Regions from separate parts of the Sus scrofa genome. Here region 1 is linked to region 2. The links are chromatin contacts, called in public HiChIP or PLAC-seq maps. All regions are on one chromosome and are shown on one strand. Each heading gives the region's core, a stretch centred on a gene start, on an enhancer-like site or on the middle of the called end of the contact. The rest is flanking DNA. Distances are from core to core; before and after follow the strand shown.

What was found. HiChIP or PLAC-seq counts read pairs in DNA pulled down with a chosen protein or histone mark.
Region 1: a contact with region 2 is called in an H3K27ac HiChIP or PLAC-seq map of alveolar macrophages. The contact joins the promoter of DHRS11 here to the promoter of GGNBP2 in region 2. A contact is called at or near these places in 2 of 5 promoter capture datasets (fetal liver and liver), 14 of 47 Hi-C or Micro-C datasets (adipocytes, blood, embryonic fibroblasts and 6 more) and 2 of 2 datasets of contacts at active chromatin or transcription factors (alveolar macrophages and skeletal muscle).

The regions. Positions count from the first base shown.
Region 1 is chr12:38,111,916-38,116,327 of Sscrofa11.1, reverse strand. It overlaps DHRS11 (dehydrogenase/reductase 11), which reads right to left and starts at 2,311. Exons shown (of 7, transcript NM_001244532.1): 1 at 2,046-2,311. The coding sequence starts at 2,177.
Region 2 is chr12:38,071,732-38,076,000 of Sscrofa11.1, reverse strand. GGNBP2 (gametogenetin-binding protein 2) reads right to left here and starts at 1,968. Exons shown (of 13, transcript XM_005669028.3): 1 at 1,069-1,968. The coding sequence starts at 1,161. MYO19 (unconventional myosin-XIX) reads left to right here and starts at 2,033. Exons shown (of 26, transcript XM_021067311.1): 1 at 2,033-2,315.

The sequences.
Region 1 (4,412 bases), core at 1,062-3,561, 40 kb before region 2:
TGACCCATGATGCACCATTTTCCGGCCCAAAGTCTCTCTGGAGACCATGAGCCAAGTCAGGTGGCAGGAGACACTGGGCAGCCCATGTGCATTACCAGGGCCCTCAAGACACTGAGGATCCCAGAGAGAGATCTGAGAAAACAGGGCTCCTGGGAGAGGGCTTGAGGGAGGCTGCTATTTAGAAGCAGGAACAAACTACGTGGTAGCCTTGGAGGCCAGTGACTGGGCACCTGAGCCTCGCGAAGGTCCCTTTGTACATGTGTGCGAGGGAGGGGGCTGGCGGGTGCAGGGTGCCCCTAGGGGAAGGCCAGCCTGGCCAGCTGCCCTGGAACTCCTTCCTTCCCCCCAAACCAAGCTGGATTAGGTGACCCAGGAAATTCTCTGCTTTAATTTTCCAAGAGTTTAAGAGGGGGTCCTCTGGGACTCAGAAGGCCCCCTTCACTGGATTTCACCGACTCATGACCATCTCAGGAAATCAATGAATGAATGATTCAACCAATTAAGAAAAAAGCAGGCTGTGGGCGAGGAAGCCTGGAATTCTTCCCTCCCCTGGCATGCAATGTCTCCCTTCCTCCTCCAGATTCAAAGCCCTGCAGGAGAGCCAGAATGGAGGGACTGAGAGTACACTTCTCCCTGTCACTGCCTTCTCATGGCAGTGTCCCCACCTGTCCACCCTCTCTCCTCAAAAATGACCTGAAATCAAGTCAGTCCCCTCACAGCAGAGGCTTTCTCCCCTCATTAAAGGAGTCATCCTGGGGCTGAGTGATCGGCCTGGGGATCATCTTGGGCTCAGGGACCCCTTTCCCGGCTAGTGTGGGATAGGGGAGCAGGAAGAGAAGGCAAGAGTGGCTTAAGCATTAGGGAAGCCAGGGGTCTAATCCCTGGCCTGATCCTCTAAATGGGGAGCTGGGCCCTGAGCACCTCAGAATAGGAGAAAGGGAGGGGCAGAGTGGGGCACAGCCAGGTGACCTTGGGACTATCTAGGAGGCTATAAAGTGTACCTTTGGTCAGCAGCAGGGGAGGGGACAGTCCTCCTTCCTGTACACCTTCCCACTCTCCCCCCACCCAGGCCTCTCCCTGCCCAGGGACTTTGAGCAAAGGTGGCGATGAAGCTAAGCCCCAGCCCACACCCTGAGAGGAGGTCTTGCCAAGGGCAAATCCAAAGTGATCCTCCGATGGAGATTTCTCGCCTTCTTCTTCTCTGCTTTGTTTCATTTTGGTCTGAACTCTTATTGCTCACAACTCTTGGGGCTCCCAACCCGTGTTAAGAGGAAAACCACAAGTTTCAGTTCCACATTGCTTTATCCCCTCTGAACTCACATGTTCAGTGCCCTATTTCACCTATTCAGTCCTATCTAGGACAGTGAAATTGAAGAAGGGTCTACCTAAGGATATCCCATTCATTCCTAATGTGCATTGGGTAGGGGTTAACCTTCACATTTGGGGGAGGGGGGGAAGGGGCAGGGGGCTGAGCCTCTTCAGAAAAGCTCCACTCCTTCCTCAGTCCTAGGTGAAAAATGAATAAGATCAAAAAAACCTCTAACTTCTGCTCATCTGGCTGGCTAGCCACCTGGCTTGGCTTTGTGGACTAGATCTGAAGCGCAGAGGAAGCAATCCAGGAGCCAACTTAGCCACTAAGGCCAGAAAGCTTTCTTTGCTTCTCCCTGGCTGCCTAGCTAGCCTCTGACCTCTGGTTTCTTTCTTCAGCCAACCTCCGCAGGCAGGTAGAGGAGAAGGAAAAAGATGGCAGGGAGTCAGAGATTTGTTATACCGAGTAGAGGCTGTCAGGAGAAAAGGTTCCTTAAAAGAGGGGACTTTAAAAAGCGAAGATGGAGTCCTGCCGCGAGAGATCCAAAAAGCCTCCCCTATTAGGCATCATCCATTTCGCCAGCTTCTGAGCCCGCTGCAAGTGGCCCTGAGGTGGCCGGCAAGTGAAGGCAGCATGACAGTCTAGCTCCGGCCACTCCCCACCCCCGACCTGGACCCTGGCCCAGCGGAAAAGACGCTGGGCCCAGAGGGCGACTCGCTCCCCATCTGGGGCTTACCTCGATGTTGCCCACGGTGCGGGCACAACCCACCACCTTCAGTCCGTGCTGGACCAGGGCCCGGGCCACGGCCGCGCCGATGCCCCCCGAGGCTCCTGTCACCAGTGCCAGTCGGCCACGCCACCGCTCCATGCCAGCCCAGGTCAGGGTCCCGAGCCGCCCTCCCACCTCGCTCGGGGAGCTGGGCACTTGGATCGCGGAGCTCCGCCCCACGTCACTGGGGCCCGGCCGCTCTCTGGTCACCAACGCGGAACCCGCCGCCAGCCTGGTCCCGTCGTAGCTCCGCCGGGAGCTGCTGCCACTCCCACTGGCCTCCGCCCCCGGCTCCACCCTCCGACCCTCGGCAATCGGCCACATCCCGCCCGTAGAACGACCGCCGCCTGGCCGCCCCACCCCTGAACCAGCCGCGCGGGCGCAGCCCCGCCCCTTCCTGCCCCGCCCCTTCCAGGAAACCGCTTCCCGCAGGCGGGGCGGGGCCTGGCCTGAGGGGCGTGGAAATTTGCAGTCCGGCTAGTCTGGTGACCTCTCTCACCCTTTGCGGTAGGGTGATGAGGTTTACCGAGGATTGCACCAGGCCCTAGAACGCACGTACTCTTGCTTCCTGCTCTGTTTTCCCAGTTCCTGACCTCTAAAACCAAGAAGAGAAATTAAGGGCAAATAAAATGACTCCAACACCCACCTAAACCAGCCGGTGGCTAATAGGAAGGATTTAGCCCAGAAAAGGCTGTATCTCACCTATCAACGCTGAGTGACCTTGGGAGAGACTTCCAACCCTATCTGATCCCTCGGCCCTTACTAAACAAGGAAAACTTGCTGAAAAATGCAAACACAATGGATTAGCAATGAGATCCTGCTGTGTAGCACTGGGAACTATGTCCAGTCACTTATGAGGGAGTATGATAATGTGCGAAAATAGAATGTATACATGTATGTGTAACTGGGTCACCATGCTGTACAGTAGAAAAAAAAATTATATTGGGGAGATAACTAAAAAATAATAAAATTAAAAAAAAAAAAAGGAAACACCCCCAAGTACACATGTACTGAGGGAACTGTATCCCTAAGAGCCCAGTCTCCAACTTCCCTAAGCCCTCCCACTCCCAGTGGAGCAAATACATCTCCAAGTGTAGCAAAGATTAAAGCGATAGCTAACATTTATTCAGAGCTTACCGTGTGACAGGCACTTTTAAGCACTTTAAATATATTAATATGCACAAAACCACATGAGATAGTACCTATTAACCTCTTCATTTTGCAAAATAACTACCGAGTCAGAGTTGAAACCTAGCTTGGACAGCAACCAGACCAGTATCAGGCCAGGGGGTGTGCTTCTAAACTGCCTTTACTCAGTTTTCCCTTTTGTCTCTTAAGTTGTTGGTTCTGTTCAAAGTAGAACCGCTAAGGATATTCCATCAAAGCACTGAAAACTGCCTCACTTCTGCATTCTTCATATAGCCATCCTTCCAAAGAGAAAACTTCTCTGCTGAATAAGCAGTCATCGTGGCTGGTTTATTCATTCAACAAGCACTCCTGTGTTTGGTTGTAAGCACAAAGACCGAAGCAAAACAAAACCAACCCTTGCTTAATTTAGGGATCTCTAACTGCAACAGAACGTGGAGAGGGGATCGGGCTCAGAGCCAAGGGTGGTGGGAGACCCTTGCTCATTTTCTATGGATTTCAGGATGGAAGCAAACAAGGGTCAGAAAGAAATGACTCATTTTATCTCTGCCTCAATCCCTATACATTTTGATTTGAACAGACAACTCAGGAGGTGGATCCAAAAAAATGCCACTGACTACAAAAATTAAATCTCACTAAGCTTCTGACCACATGAAATCTGATTAAGTGGTACAAAGTCCATAAAATTCATTCCATCCCCACTGCACAGAGCTATCGACTGTCCTGCTGCTTGTTTGCTGCCCACCAAGTATTATCAACACACAGACATAAAGCTCTAACTTAAGCACATGTGTTTACTGAACTACTGACTCAACCTTTTAAATGGCAGCCAAATGCTACTCCTAAGAGACTCTCTCCTTCAGTACTCGGACAGCTTGTGAAAGCAGTAAACTGTAATGCCAGAGTGACTTTATTGTTGGAAACGAGATAAGGAACAGGCACTTACATGGCCCACAGTGTGGTGAGCTCTCAGTGCAGCCTTCTGCTCCCAGTTCTCTACACGCTGAGTAATTACTTATCAGGGAATCCTTGACTCTGCCAAGTTTTATTTTCATTCTTCTAGTTCAATATGAACCTCTGAATTTAAGGTGCTTTGTGTTAAGTATCAGGGAACTTTTAATAATAGCAATTATAAGTCTCATGAGGAAGTAAGATGCTAGCCAGGATTTAAAGGTATTGCAGCAAATT
Region 2 (4,269 bases), core at 719-3,218:
CTCTACAATGACTTGCATTTTATACAAAATTTGAAAAAAGTTCATTAGATATTTGCAAAAAAGAAATTCGGGAACAAAACAGAACAACTGCCTTTGAAAAAGAAAAAAGTCAAAGATGGTACGATGAAGAGACAGTTACACCTTATCAAAACAGGCAAACGTATAACCCAAAGCTTCAGCATCATCAAAATGCAGATTTCAAGATATTCAGAAAGGGTTCGTTTCATTTTTTTAAAAAATTGCAACAAGCAACTGCACTCATTTCCTGTTCAGATTGAATTCAAATTTCTGCCATTTCCTTTTAAAGGAAATACTACAGTAACACAGGGCAGAGGGTCTGTAATGCTGTACCACCACCAACTCTACTCAGAACTGGGTTTTGACATTCAAGATGAGCAATCAACTCTCACACATTCAACAATTTTGCTTCCTTGAATAAAAGGGGGGGTGCTACCTGTAAAGTACAGAAAAATGCCAAGAAAGCCCATTTTGAAGAGTCATGGCCTAGCAATAAGTGTTTTAATGTACTAGGCATATGAGACTTTTTATAACAAATCAGAGCATTTTAGTGGCATCTCTACTGTGCAAGAGCATGTCACTCTGCCCTCAGTAATTATGCTTATGGAGTGAGAGCTGTAGTATTAAGATGGGAAATATATAGGTAGCAGTGCAGCTGCGACATTTCCAGATAATTAAGCCTCCCCGAGGGTAGGTGGTTTCTGTAAGGGATAGGCCCTAAACGCCCAAGATCCTTCAACCCCCTTCCGAGGGGTGTGCTTTAGCAAAAGCACCGTCCCCTAAAAGGACAAGGTGAAGGAAGAAGGCCGAAAGAAGCAAGATCCGGGGAGAGGGGCCCAAAGTGCGTACGGAGCTACAGCCTGGAGGCCCGCAGAGGTTACCGTACGACCCACTGCAAAGGCGAGTTTGTGGGGCCTGCCGGAGAGAAGGCCTCGCCTAGGAGTTGCAACACACTCTTTCTCCAGTGCGCAGCGCTCGGCCTGGGGGAGGGGGAGGAGGGGAAACAGCTGCCAGGGGAGCGGCGAGCCCGGCCCGGCCCGGCCCGCTCACCGTGAGGGTGTCGTCTATGTAGAGGGGAATCTGCCTTCTCTCGAAGGGGAACTCCTCCTCCCCGTCCCTGCACACTGCCACCAGTCGCGCCATCGTCCCCGACGCTGCCGTTGCCACCGTCACCACCTCCTCCCAGCTGCTGCTGCCGCCGCCGCCGCTCCTGCCGCTGCCGCTGCCGCCTCCTCCCTGCTCCTGCCTGCAACAGCCAAACCCCGCGAGCGTAAGCACCCGCCGCCGCGCAGCACATTCGCCACGGGGGGGAGGGAGAAGAGCAGGAGGGGACAGGAGAGCTGGGCTGCGTTTCCCATCACCCGATTCCACACGCGCTCAGCCAATCAGCGCGGAGCAGCGCTGGGACCCGCCCCCTCGCGCCGCTGTCCCTCCCCACCCCCCACACCGCCGGCCTCCAGTCTGGGTCCAAAGGAGAGGCGGAAGGGACCTGCCGGCCCCGGGGCTTCCCCAGATCGTCAGCGGAGTCCCGGTTCTAGGACCCAACTCCCGACCTCCGGTCCAATGCCCGCAGCCCGCTGCCCACCGCCCACTGTCCGGGAGCCCTCAGCTGACCCCTTCTCCCCCTTTAAGGGCGCGCCCCGCCCAGTCAGTCCCCTGGGCTGCAGTTGCCCAGCGCGACCCCGCCCCTGGGAGGGGTCGACCCCGCCTCAGCTCTGCGGAGTCCGTGGTGGGAGTCTCAGACCCTTTCCTCACACTTCTTGGAGGTGGTCTCACGGTTCTGACCTTCACCGTTTTCGTGGTCGCCTCCCTGACCCCCACCTCGGCTCCCCGTTACCGGCTGACGAGGCCCGCGTCAGGGCCGGCCTGGGCGGGAGCGCGGCTCCGAATGCCGTTTCCTCTCCAGGCTCAGTCAGCCGCTCGCGCCACGGGTAGTGGGGGAGGGAGGGCGGGGGACTTGGGGAGGGTGGGGCAGGGAGGGGCCGAGAGCGCCGGGCGGGGGCCCCGCCTCCTCTCGCGAGACTCCGAGACTCCAGAAGGCTGCTCTTTGGTCCCCTCTTTCGAAACCCTGATGGAGGGGGTGGGGTGTTCCCCTGGGGGGTGTCTCCGATGCGTGACCTGCACCCTCCTCCTCGTCTAGCTACTCACATAAATCCGAAATAGGGCTGCTAGGAGGAGTGAGTAGGTCCCCCACTGCGCGGGCCTAGGAACCGCTCTCCCGAGAGCCGAGGGGCGAAGGGAGCGGAGCCGAGATGACTCAGGGCCGACCCGAGGGTCGGGGCCCAGTGAGGACTTGGGTAAGTGGAGAGGAGCTGAGACTTTCCAGGGCACTGAGAGCAGAAGACGGGAGTGCGGGAAGGGGAGACGAGCATCCGGGGGCTAAGAGACAAATTCTGGGCTGGTTTCTAAGTCCTTGACGCCGCTTTCCGTGACCCCCGATTCACCAGGAGCCAGCCGCGTCGCTGCTTCCCAGACTTGAGTCCAGATATCGCCGGAGGGAGGGGGGGGGCAAAAATATTTAAGTGCTGACAGTTTTTTGTTGTTGATAACAATGGAGGCGAATAGAAGACTATGGCTTGTGTATACGTCCCGGGCAGAGAAACTTCTTGAGCTGGGTTAATATTAACTTAAAGACTCAGTCAGGACACCGGTTCCCTTGGGCAAAGTACTGGTACTGGCCAAAGGCCTTTCCCTCTGACCCTCTTCTGAGAAGGAGAGCTGCTGTCAGGACAAAGTCATGTATACATCATTCCACCATGTACTCAGTTCCTACCTTTAAGGCTTTGAAGACCTGTTTGTAAAACCAAAATTGTTGGAAAGTATTTAGCCTATGAAAGCTTTGACGATTTTAAGGATCAGTCCATTTGCAACTAACTAATTCTGGTGACATCTGTATCTCCTGTTAGAATAGGCTAGAGCTGTGATACTGACCTTTAAAAAGTATTTTGGTTATCACGTGAAATCTTAGACATTCACAACAAAAAACCCCACAGTGCATCCTTAGCTATGTTGACTTATGACATTGTGTGGTCACTATTAGGGTAGGTGACATAATAAACTGGAAGAACCATTGTTCAGTCCCAAAGGTATGATTATCCAGTAAGTATTTATGTCTTTGGCTCTAATGGAGAGCACAACAGTGTGTGATCCTTCGCTTAAATTCAGGATATGCAGACAGGATGTGCATGTAGGTTCTGACAGATTAGACTACATAGCCAGAACCTGGGCATTTTTAGAGAATCTTTTGTTTTATGTAAAAACACTCTTAACAAAAAAAAAAAAGAATACTGTGCTTTAAAGCTCTGAAGGTGCTCCTATAAAGACTATATCAAGGAATATACCTACTTTATACCTTATAAACTTCCTTTGGATTATGGTCAGTAAAGGACATTAAAAATGACAAGTTCAAGGAGTTCCCGTTGTGGCCCAGTGGTTAACGAATCCGACTAGGAACCATGAGGTTGCGGGTTCGGTCCCTGGCCTTGCTCAGTGGGTTAACGATCCGGCGTTGCCGTGAGCTGTGTAGGTTGCAGACGCGGCTCAGATCCTGCGTTGCTGTGGCTCTGGCATAGGCTGGTGGCTACAGCTCCGATTAGACCCCTAGCCTGGGAACCTCCATATGCCGTGGGAGTGGCCCAAGAAATAGCAAAAAGACAAAAAAAAAAAAAAGTTCAATATATAAGTGCTAATTTTGTATTTTTAATTAAAAAATTTTATTATGATTTACAGTGTTCTGTCAATTTCTGTTGTACAGCAAAGTGACCCAGTCGTGCACTCTTTCTTACATTATCTTCCATGATGTCCCATTACAAGTGATTAGATATATAGTTCCCTGTGCTATACAGCAGGATCTCATTGCTCGTCCACTCCAAATGCAAGAGTTTTTGTCCACTAACCCCAGACTCCCAATCCATCCCAATCCCTTCCCCTCCCCCCTCAACAAACTTAAGTCTGTACTACATGTCCATGATCTTTTCAGTTTTGTCAATAGATCATTTGTGCCATATTTGAGGCTCCTCATGTGTGATATCACATGGTGTCTTTCTTTTTCTGACTTCACTAAGTATGAGAGTTTAGTTCCATCCATGGTGCTGCAAATGGCATTATTTTGTCCTTTTTATGGCTGAGTAGTATTCCATTGTATATATGTACCACATCTTTCTAATCCATTCATCTGTCGATGTGCATTTAGGTTGTTTCCATATCTTAGCTATTGAGAATAATGCTGTGATGAACATATGGGTGCATGTA